Regions from separate parts of the Zea mays genome. Here region 1 is linked to region 2. The links are chromatin contacts, called in public Hi-C maps. All regions are on one chromosome and are shown on one strand. The core of a region is the stretch at or near the end of the contact, and the rest is flanking DNA. Distances in the headings are between cores, read along the strand shown.

Region 1 (6,073 bases), core at 3,234-5,733, 380 kb after region 2:
CAGGATAAGGTGCCAGGCGATCCCCGCATTAAATGCGCATGCGATATGGTCGGTTGGTAAGGCGATTTGGTCGAGGTCGCTGCACGACAAAGTCTGCCCGAGCTGGGCTTCGGGCGAGCCGAGGGTGCGCCCACTGCCTGAGGAGGCCCTCGGGCGAGGCGTCAATCCGTCTGGGACTACTGTTCCCGCCCGAGGCCGGGCTCGGGCGAGGCGAGATCGCGTCCCTTGGTAGACGAGGCCTTGACTTGAACCATGCTTATCAGTCTTTGCAGTTTGTTCTGAAGATGTTTTCTAGCCAGGTTAAGGAGCATTGGGGGTACCCCTAATTACAGTCCCCGACATCTGTGTTCCGCAAGATTCAATGCAGTGAAGAATTAAAGGGGGATTGGGGTGGCCTCGCAGCCGACAGGTTGTCTCGATTGCAAGACTCACCCAATATTGACAAGAGAGGGACTCCGCAGTGTGGGTCTCGTCGCGGTTGGCGGTGAAGCAATTGAGGCTCATGAGCTTGGCCTTCCTGATCTGCTCCCTATCCAGGCACCCCGCACAATCGTCGTTGGAAAACGCCGACAGCACCATGGCCAGCATCTAGAAATCCTTCGACGATGATATGTAGTCCTCCTCTCCCACTCTAGCCACCACAGCAGCAGCAACGCCCGTGAGACTCGCCACCGTGGGAGGGGGTGAGGAGGAGGTCGGCGTAGAAACAGAAAGCGCTGTCGCCAACACTGTCCCCGACGGGGAGCTCGCGGTAGGCGGCACCGACTTTTTGTTGCGACTGTCCCACTATGGACGTGGGGTCATTGGACCGATGCGGCCACCAGATCTTACTCTTGAACAGGCTCTTCATCCCTCCCTGACTCCCTATGAGCTCGACGGCTAGGGTTTGCTTGTGTCGGCCGTTTCCGCGTCCCGGTCAGCGAAGGGGAGACAACGACTCGTGACGAGGAAGCGACGGGCGAGGGATGGAAGCGCAGAGGAGGTGGGGACTGGGGATGGGAGGGCGCAACATCGAGGGGACGGAGGGGGGCATGCGTGGGCATCATGGCCATGACGTTGAAATCACAGGGACGGGCGCGCAGGCGGGGGCACAGGTGCGTCGTGTGTGGGAGCCACAGCCGGGGCAGGGGCAAGGGCGAGGGCACACGGGTGGGGCACGAGGGTGAGGGTGGGGTCACGGAGATGGCACGCGGGCGGGGGCACGAGGATGAGGACGAGGGGGGGACGAAGACGGGGGTGTGCGCGGCGCTCGCGCATAGGGGGGAGGGGGAGGGGGAGTCGTGGTGAAGGTGGTGGACGCCCTCCTTACCCTCTTAAGGAGTAGTAGAAACGATGTCGCTGGTCGCTGTTCTCATATGATAAAAGGGATCCATGTGTCAGTGGCAAGGCACCACCGTAGAAATATGGTAAATTTTCTTACCTATAGGACATGAAATTGTCACCTAGCAAGTAGGAACAAGTAATTTTTGTGAACATCTAAATTCACCTGGGCCAACTGATTGGCTCTTGCATTCCAATTTTATTGGAAGGTCAAAAGTCAAAACCTGCCATATAATTTGTTAACTGTTTTTTTCTAAAGACCCTGCTTACTAATCTTGTTGCATGATTTTCAATTCACCACATTAACTTGCTAAATCTCCAGATGTTTTGCCTATGGTTTTCTCTATTGAAGAGCATGCAATGAGCCCTATAGTTGCTGAAAAGAGTGTCAGTTGGGAAACAAGTGCATGTGAATCTACTGGAAAACCCCTAACTGGCATCTTTTCTACCGGTCTCCACACAAAACATCTGCAACATGATTAAGATGTGCTAACTAAAGAGTCTGGTGAAGGTAATGTTGACTTAATACTTCTTCCACAACTTGTTACCGATGGAGGATGCTTTAACATTCATGTCAAGCACATAAAAGAAGCAATATAATATTAAAAAAATACACTTGTTTTTCTGTTGCAGACCTCACATGAACAAAACAAAAAAGTGTAACAAAATATTAAAGGGGAAAACTAAAATGAAGGGAAGATTAAATCAATAGGGAGCTATATAACCTTTCAATAGGCATACTTGGTGATATTTCTCAATGACCAGTTCTGTACTTCAGCACATGCTCAATACAAGAGGCGGGATATGCGGAGGAAAATATAAAAAAAATCAATCCCTTTAGCTGTTATGGATTTGCGTCCCACACTGCATTTACTAAGGGATATCAGCGTGCACATGAGTAAGTTAGTATGAATTATGCGCATGTGAAATAGAATCCCACGAACTATTTCTCACAAACATGTGACGTGGTAGAGGAACAAACAAACATGTGGCACACCTGTAGATATGTATAAGGCATGCCACATATATTTTAGATCTAGGAACTACCACAGTAGACCTTACGGGAATAAATGTGAGATGAGTACCTCTGGAAGCGGGATCAGCCTTCGCGTGTGACTGCGCTAGGGACGGCTCGTGGAGGCAAACTCACCCATGCTGGGACTTCCAAGCCACTGGAGACCTCGCATGCTCGAGCTGCACAACGAGGAGGGACGTCGTGACAGCGGATGCGAGGAGCGGGGAGGGACGTCGCGACAGCCGCGTCAAGGAACGGGTGGTGGTGGGATTGCTGTCGCTAGTCGCTGTCGGAATTGGACGATGGTCTGTGGACATGAAGAGCACGGCGGCCGACATGGAACTGGACGGTGGCAAACGCGGCGCCGACCGTGCGGGATACATTTCGACGGCGGCAATCTTGGGGGGGCGAGGGGCAATCTCGGGCCGGGGTGGGGCCAACCTCCCCACAGGCCAACTCGGCAGCTGTAGCGGCGGGGGGACTCAAGGAGGATAGGGGTAGAGCTGGCGTGTAGCAGGGCACTGAGGATGGGGCCGCGGGAGTCGTCGGACTGATGTTCATCGGGGTCGCAGAGTCCTCCCGCAGGCGAGCGGTTACCAGATCGGTGAGGGGGATGACGCGACCCCCACCCAACGAGAGGAGGAAAGTGAGGAGTGCTGACTCCGGTGGGATGATATGACGCAACCCTGAGCGATAAAAGAAATGGCCAGAGCAGCGCGTGAGGGTTTTGGGAAGGGCGCCGTTGGTGGGGAGGAAGTCGCGTTTATCTCGGCCGCCACAGCGTGTGGGGGAGGAAGCCGCGCGTGAGTTTAGGTGCGGAGGAAGCCGCGCGCGGGGGCACGGTGATGTTGGGTGTGAACGTCTTCACCTTAAACTTAAGGTGTAGTAGAGATTTAAAATAAAATTATATTTTGAAGCTCTTTTTCATATGCTCTTAGAGCATCTCCAAGAGTATCCAATATTTAATCTCCCAATATTTTTAAATCGGGATCTCCTCAAAAGTTTTTGGACCTAGCAAACAATGCATTCTCCAACCGTTCTCAAATGTTTTTGCTAAAATTCACCGATCCATATAGACAATATAGTGTTATGCGTACATTAATTAGAAGCAAGAGAAGCAACATAAGCGCAATGGACAGGTAAAGCGACGGACGGACGACGACGACGAGACCGAAGGCAGTAGCTACCCATTGGTGGTGGTGTGCATCAACAAGAACACAAGTCTCATTTCTGTTTCACAAAACACAAGCAATAAATTAGTGTTTTCTTCTCTCAATTTCATAAAACGCAAGCAACATGAAAACGAGCACATTACTATTAATGTGCTGCAGCTGTGGTTGCATGTTCTAAACCCGGAGAATACTGTGCCGAGTACTATTGCTGCAGCAGCCAGCTAAAAACGAGCATGCAGCTAAAAAACGAACAAATTGTCTGACGAAGCGGCTGCACCGGGTCGGAGCTAGGGCAGCAATCTCTGCCTCTTCTTCTTCAGCACCACCAGCACACCGCAGGGCTTCCGCTTACGCCAGAGCATCGTCCTCCCTGCATGTAGAGGAGACACTGCGACCCGCAGCTGGCACCGCCGAAGGATGGGGCGGTAGCTGCCATGGCGGCCACGAGAGGAGAGGTGAGCGGTGGAGGCAAGAAGTGAGGAAAATGTTCTCTGTGGATTTATATTCGCAGTCAAATTATGATTTATTTTTCTATTTATAGAATGATTATATGTATATAGTGATATTAGGTGGTTTAAAAACGATCTATATGTTTTTTTATTAAACTGAGCTGCTCTTTCTAAATTCTGGCCGTTTTTTGAGAAAAACGAAAAAAATCGACAAATCCGAGAAACACGTTTCTCGGTGAGCTCCTGTTTTTTTTTGCTACAGGTAAGGTAAATCTTGACGAGAACAAGATTGAAAATTGGGAGCTTGGCAAGCGGCGAAAATGTGCGCCGCGGAAGGCGAGATATTCGCCCGCGGGAAAGTAAGGAGACTATGTAGGTGACTGTTGGAGGCATTTTTTTCTCTTTTTTTTTAAAATAAGAATTGTACCACGATTTTAAAGAAGCTATTGGAGATGCTCTTAGCTAATCTCGCGAAAAAAATTTAAAGCAACCACGAACCGAGAGGCGAGCGGACCCACCCCGCCCGACTGTCGTTATCCGGATTCCGGTCCCTCCTCCCAAGTCCCAACTGTTCACCTCCCGCCGCCCCCTCGCGCCGTCAAGGCCTCCGGAACCGGTCACAGGCGGCGTAGGACCCCCGCCGCTACAGAGCCCTCGTCCGTCGCACTTCGCCGCCGCGTCGGAGTCATCCAGCTCGTCGACGCCTGGCGGGGAGATCCCCAGTGCGAGGGGAACCTCCACGACGGTAAGCATACCTTCAGTTCCGGAGACGAGCCCCCGCTTGGTATGGTAGCATGGCAAACGTAGGCCGGTGGTTCTTTCGATTTTGGATTTGGGTTCCGCAGAACGGAGTTTTATGGGTCTATTATTTGGGTCCTCGAGAGGAGCCCCGGCTTGGTAGCATAGACTTGACAGATGTCTAGGTCCGTCGCCTGTCTTACTGATTTGGCTGAATAATTTCAATAGTGCCCTGGATGCAAATGCCGATGGACACGGTCATCATGCAAACACGGAACCCCAGATGCGTGTGGATGCAAATCCGCCATATATTTGCTCCAAGAGTCTAGTTTTTTTAGTATTTTGACATATGAAATCAAGCTTAATAAGTTTGTTTTGGTTGATTTGATTATATTAAGCATTCAATTTTGGTAGTTTTTAGCATAGTTATGTGAATCTATCCACATTAGACCTAATTGGTTGGGGGCAAAAAAGTCGGTAAGCTAGAGGACTTGGATTGCACAATCCTATCTAAGTGTCTAGAGGCTTGTAGGGTTGTTTTTTTCCTTTTTTTTGTTTGGGAAGTTGTTTCAGGTTTATGTCTTACTTTGCTTGTTACTCCTTGTTCTTTGAGATAAAAGATAGCACGAAACAGGGAAGGGGCAGCAGTTCCAGGTCTGGATCTCTCTAAGGCTTGTCGGCTTGTGTGTGTGTGTTTGCTGTCACAGAAATGCTCTGGTTGGCCATCCTGAGTGGAAAAGAAAAAGATGGGACGCTGCGGGAGCATCCTCAACTACACAATAAACACACCTATCCCTCAGTCATCTCATTTGCCTTGTTCACTTCTAGTTCAGAACATCTAGCATTCATCTCCCTTTCTATGCCTCTCGCTTGGTTATACAGTAACTTGATCCTGATAGTGGGCAGTTCCATCCCCTGCAAAGAATCGTCATGGGAAGCCTCGCAAGCTTTAGGGAACAATGGCTCGCTCGCTCCTTCCGCCCTTCTCTCTCTAAAATCTAGCAGACCTCCCCAGACTTGATTTGGTCAAGGGGTACAACACCGAGCACCAGAGGGCCAGATAGTGGGCAAAGGATTGGGGAATAGTCATGGAGGACAGCATGCCAAAAAATGCTAAAAGATTGGCTAACAGTCATGGAGACTAGCATGCTGTGAGGGCTGCACACAGCAACCCAAGTTCCCACTCAGGTGCACTGCTGGTCTGCCACTGTCCAAGATAAACTTGTGTGCCAAACTTTTTTTTCTTGCAATAGGTGATATCAAATGCTCTTTTTTCTTGCCGAGGATTGTGTTCTAAAATGTTGCAATAGCAAGATTTTGGAATTTTTTCCAGGGAGACTTTGTTTCAGTTGATTGGTTTGGTACTTTGGTTCATTCCA
Region 2 (5,746 bases), core at 66-2,565:
GGGGCTAACACGAAGGTCGCGGGATCCGCTCTCTCACGCCTGCCTCCCTCCGGCTGCTTCCTTTCCCCCCTTCGCGTTCCGCCTCGCGTCGACCCATCTGGGCTGGGGCACGCGGCGACAATTCACTAGTCGGTTCAGGGACCCCCCCCCGGGTTTCGAAACACCGACAGCATAGGTATATCTTTGCCAAGTGTCATCGAGTAGACCTTGGGGGCTAGAAATTGTTATTGTTATGGTGTGGTGTATTTGTAAATGCAGGAACGGGTGGTTCTTCGAAAACATTTCACCTAGTGGCGGAGGATAAAACAATAATGAGGTATGACTGGAGAAGGGCAAAAAAATAGAAAAACTGGATGCAACACATAAGACTCAAACCTGAAACATGTTGATTACAAGCATATGAGCTTACCACTACACCAAACATGATTTTTAGGTATGGCTCTAGCCATAGTTGGCCATAACGGGTGCTCCGCCACTGATTTCACCCACAACTTCAACTTCAAGCTGCAAAGAGGCCTTCAAGAAAGAGATGCTCCTCATGCTACAAACTCAAATAAATTGTGACCGGCCCTCTATGACTCTCGATTCGAAACTTGAACATTTATCTTTTGCGTAAAATTGTAAAAATATGATTTGAATGTCAGATAATAAAAAAAAGAGAATACGGTAGGGATCACCCTACAGTGAGTTCAAAAAAGAAACTATTGTAAGGTCCCGTTTGTTTCCTTTCATTTCGAGGAATTTGAATCTTATTAAGGCCTTGTTCGTTTCTATCGGATTGCACCCGGAATCGTTCCAGCTAATCAAAGTTTATATAAATTAGAGAAGCAATCCGGTTAGGAATCGTTCCGACCCACCAATCCGGCACAAACGAACAAGCCCTAATGGAATAGACTATTTTTTTAGAATGTGACATTCCACCACTTTCCAAAGTTATCATATAAGTCTATATCAAATTTATGGGGTGAGAGATGAAAATTGATTCTATAGATTTACATGCTATTTTTCTGATGTACAACTTATAGCGCACTCTTCTAATTGCTTCGCTATAATATAAATGTACTATATAACTATCTCTTATATAAAATATATTACATATATGAATATATAAATTTAATTAGTTTTGTTTAAATTATAATTATTAAAATAGAATTCAATTCCAACGAAACAAACCGGGCCTAAGAGTAAACCTCGCCATGATCCTGACATGAAGCTGAAGGAGCGGAACGCGCCGAAAGGTAACTATGTTCCCCAGCGCCCCGGTTGAAGCGTGAACACCGTGTGACCCCACCTGGCCAGGTCCTGCTGGAGGTGACGGGAAGGTTTGTGATGCCGTCTATGTCGCGGCTCGTGATGGTGACACGAGGATTGTGATGCCGTCTATGTCGCGGCTTGTGATGGTGAGACGATCAGACCATCGCTTAATGTCCAAACCATAAAAAGTCAAAATTCCAGGAGCAGAACCATGTAAATATACATTTTTATATATAAAACAAACCACACTAGTTGTACAACCGCATGTAACTCAAGACTCGCCAAAAGCCCCAGCACTCATTATTTACCACTAACAACAACCTAACACTATGAACATGGTACTCCAGGCCTCATCCTGAGCCGAGCCGTCTCCAATCGTGCAGAGAGTCGGTGATTTACACGTTGCTGCTTGAGGCCTGCATCATGCCGTCGCGGATCTGCTCGCTGATGTCCTTCACGTGGCCTGGTCCGTGGGGTATGAAGATCGTGGTGTTCTTGGAGCCGTCCCCGAGCTCCTTGATGGTGTCGAAGTACTGCGTGACCATGATCAGGTCCATGACCTCCTTCGCGCTGGTGCCCGACACCGAGTGTGAGAAGTTCAGGATGTTCTCTCTAAGGCCGTCGGTTATCGCCTGCCGCTGTTTAGCGATACCGACACCAGAAAGATATTTCGCCTCTGCTTCTGCCTCCGCTTTCTTCACCATAAGGATCTTCTCTGCTTCTCCCTTGTAAACACTTGCCAGTTGAAGCCTTTGGGCTGTAGGAGTTGATCACTTAAGTGAGCGCAGATGCATACGACAGAGAATGATACATACTGGATGTAGGAAAAAGAGGAAGCATTTCTACAGCAGATAGCATTTAAAACCACCAGAAACTTTGAACTTAACAAGAACACGGCAGAGTTCAGTAAACATTTCACAAGCTGTATAACCTGGAGGCAGTTCTCACATGTACAGAAATGGCATAATACCTGCATTTATGTCGTTCATTGCCTTACGAACAGCAGCGTCAGGGATGATATCAACCATGAGAATGTGCTCAATGCTGTAACCATAATCTGCCATCACCTGGACAACAGCAAGAGTTTATTGAATTTGCCAGGAAAGACATAGAGCAGCCATATGTTGCAGGGCAATACAAGAAAAGGTAGAACAGTGGATTATTCTCTCGAGAGATGACATAGGCTCAGACTACTAAACATTGCCAATAGTACAGAGGAAACTATGTATGCGCTGAGGACAATCCTAAACAATAGCAGTGGAAGCGAACATAGGGTAAATATCAACCAGACAAGAATCTGATTCCATCAGAAACAAATACGGTGTCAAAACAAATAAGCATGTTGTTTGTCTATAAAGTATAAACCATTAAGTACTTGTCACACAACCAAGTTCATCAAATAGTATCACGAAACTGTGCTCCTTTTAATACACATGTTAAAAACTATACTGGAAATAAAAAGGCCCACATGCTACAAAACAACTAGTTCCGGATGTACTAAACCGAGCTGTAAGGATACACGTTGGGCAAGCTAGAAAAACAAAGCAACCGCTACAGTAATCACTAGACAGATTGCTAATCAGAAGCAGAGTACAGGCGCAATGGTCAAGTACTTGAAATTATCACCAAGAGAATGACCAGATGTGTCACTGCAGTTACAAGCAGAACCAATGATATCGAGCCAATCCCCTACCAGTAAAAAAAGGCTTTAGAAATACCTTTTCAAGCTCCTCCAATACAGCTTTGGCCACATCGTTCTTCTGCTCAAAGAGATCGTCCAGATTCATTCTCGGCACTATGGCCCGAACAACTATTTCTCATAAAAATTCAAGTGTCAGGTTATACTCATAAGCCGTGCAAAACCAAGAAAGCTCGGTGCTAATAATTCACCATCAAAGACGTAGGCCTGGATTTGCTGCTGGGGATTCTGCAACTCATAGAAAGCATCATCTGCATTTTCCTTGACAACACGGTACTGGATTGTGCAGATCAGTTGGACGAAGACATTATCCTGCAGAGAAAAATGATATCGTTAACTGTTTCAACAAGAAAACAAGCAATGAGTAGCATGGGCAAAGGGTGTTTCACTTCATTATTACAGAGGAACTAGAGACAGATTCCGACAGGCACATGGTGGTGGTGGTGGTGGGCAAGGGCAGATGCAAATAGTGTTGTAAAGGCCATACTTGCAAACCGAGCAAAAAGAAAAAAGATGGCTACACTAGTTTATACTACGTAGAACATGTAAGGTCCACTTGTTGGATAATGCGATCAGCAATGTTCTTCCGGTATCCGACAGCCACGCACTAATATGCAGCAACGGTGGCGTAGCTAAAGGGTGGTCCGGGTGGGCCGTGGCATACCCTATGGGCGGGCCCACCGGACCACCAATCCGCAGTAGCTATCAAAAAAAAAGCAGGTGCAGTGTTGCAGCTCGACTTGCAGCCTTGCAGGCTTGGAAGTTGGAACAGCACCAAAACAAAAGGATCACGTCGTTTGGGCTCCTAGCTCCCGCTGCCTGATCGCCCCGGTGGCTGATGCCCTGACGGCCTGATGCCTGGCGGGGCCACAGGGGAGACTGGAGAGCGCAGCACGGCAGCAGTGCAGCACACGCGGTGCGCCATTGCCCACCGCCAGCAGTCAGCAACTCAGCACCGCACCAGGCCACCCGCCGCTGCCGTCTGCCAAGAAGGTAAATTTCTAGTAAACATATTTCTTCTTTGCTATTTTGATTAGTGATGTTTAGTGATTTTAGCATAGTTCTTAAGGCGGTAAGGCGAGACAAGGCGTTGGGCCACCGCCTGGACGCCTAGGCGACGCCTAGGCGCTTACTAAGGCGAGCGAGGCGACGCCTTACCAATTAAAGAAAAGACAGAACAACAACATATATGAGGAAGAAAAAGAAAAAGGGAGAAAGAAAAAAAAGAAGGGGTAGAAGAGATTAGGGTTGCTCCCATCTCACTGTCGCCGCTCGTCCACAACCATGCATCGCTGCTCCTCCCCCAAGCTCGGCGGCGCTCCCCCAAGTCTCAGCGTTGCCGCTCCCCCGAGCTCGGCACTCCCCCGAGTTCTGCGCTGTCGCTCCCCCGAGCTCGACACTCCCCCGAGTTCTGCGCCGCCACTCCCCCGAGCTCGGCACTCCCCTGAGTTCTGCGCCGCCGATCCCGCTACCAAAAGTCTCTGCTAGGCTTCTTCCCCCCCCCCCTCTTGCCGACTCTTGGCTAGGCGACGGGGACGTCTAGACTTTTTGGCCGCCTGGACGCCTAGGCGCTAGACGACGCCTTTGAAACCATGGATTTTAGAATAATTTTTTATGTAAATCTCAAGTTCATTATAAATCAAATAATTTTTATGTTGTTCTCTATCAAGTTACTTGTACATCTTCGTCGCGGAGACGAGAGGATTGGGGAATTTTTGCTTGCTGGCTCATGTGAACATCCCCATGCGTGCATATCCCAGGTTATGCCCGACACGCTGGAAGTCAGGAGTCTGGAAGTCTTTCGATGCCTTGCCTGGTGTTGTGATCCTGAACGTATTCCATCTAAGAAATACCTCTGGATCACTGAACCAGACCAAGCTTCAGCTGCTGAAGGGAAGAAGGCCCTGGTGTACCCGGTGCAAATTCGTTGGGTTCCTGCTGATTAGAGTCTCATGCCTGGCGCTCCATAGCCGCCGGATGGAGGTGACGGTTAGGACAAACCCGACACCCCCTTCACGGAGAAGATGTGGTGACGACAACCCTCCACCTACTCAACGTGCTGCAATCACTGACGATCCTGGCAACAAGACCCACCCTCAACGGCGGCCGGTACATGACAAATTGGGACCCTTGAGGCGCTCGGATTCCCCCAGGGAATTGAGCCAGCCTTGGGTTCTGATTGATACAAAGGCTCGCAGCAGCCAGCCTTGTGCTCTGATTGATGCAGTGGCATGCAGCAGCGTAGGGAGTCCTTCGACCCCTGTGCCGGACGGGGATCAGTGTCTGGTGGCAGGGGATGTGCTGCTGCGGCGCGAGGAGGGCTGCAAAGAAGCTGAAGTAATTCCAAAGACCCCGATGGCCGTTTCCAGCCTTTGCCCTTCCTCCGGAGGGAGACGCAGATTGATGATGAAGGCCACTGCAAAACAAGCAAAGTTCAGGAATCCGCCCATCGCGTTCTTCAGACGACAGCGACGCGCTCCGAAGACCCCTGAGGGCGCCCCACTTCCCTCTTGCTCATCTGGTGACCGGGGGGCAGGGAGCAACCTGGGCGCCTTGCCTCCTGCCCCAGCTGCTGGGGTGGCCGCGTCGCCCCTACCACATGGGCCGCCCCCGCATGAGGAGTCCCAAGGGTCGTCAGGACAGCAGGATTTTCTTCGTCGAGTTTCCAAAGTTGTTGGCGCCGTTCTTCCACTTCCAAAGACAGTGAAAGGAGGACGACGACGAAGGCAACCCACTTCCCCTCCGAACGCGATTCGCCGGAGTCGGCGCGTTGCGTGGTTGGGAGTGGAGCAA

What was found. Hi-C and Micro-C count contacts between places; a contact is called where the count stands out from the background.
Region 1: a contact with region 2 is called in a Hi-C map of ear, with 1.8 times the contacts expected there. The contact joins the promoter of LOC100502229 here to the enhancer-like site in region 2. A contact is called at or near these places in 2 of 25 Hi-C or Micro-C datasets (ear and tassel).

Annotation. Positions count from the first base shown.
Region 1 is chr6:77,502,830-77,508,902 of Zm-B73-REFERENCE-NAM-5.0, forward strand. It overlaps LOC100502229, which reads left to right and starts at 4,484. Exons shown (of 4, transcript NM_001196706.1): 1 at 4,484-4,701. LOC109940158 (a long non-coding RNA gene) reads right to left here and starts at 4,910. Exons shown (of 2, transcript XR_002262686.3): 1 at 4,475-4,910; 2 at 3,373-3,565.
Region 2 is chr6:77,122,961-77,128,706 of Zm-B73-REFERENCE-NAM-5.0, forward strand. It overlaps LOC100192869 (hypersensitive-induced reaction protein 4), which reads right to left. Exons shown (of 5, transcript NM_001138058.1): 2 at 3,145-3,265; 3 at 2,973-3,064; 4 at 2,225-2,321; 5 at 1,428-2,011. The coding sequence ends at 1,650. Among protein-coding and RNA genes, the nearest start is that of LOC100192869, 10 kb to the right of the region's middle. Within about 2 kb of position 1,316, at least 18 of the 20 cell types and tissues checked have an H3K27ac peak or open chromatin away from gene starts, as enhancers often do. A contact at or near this core is called in ear and tassel, where this site is marked.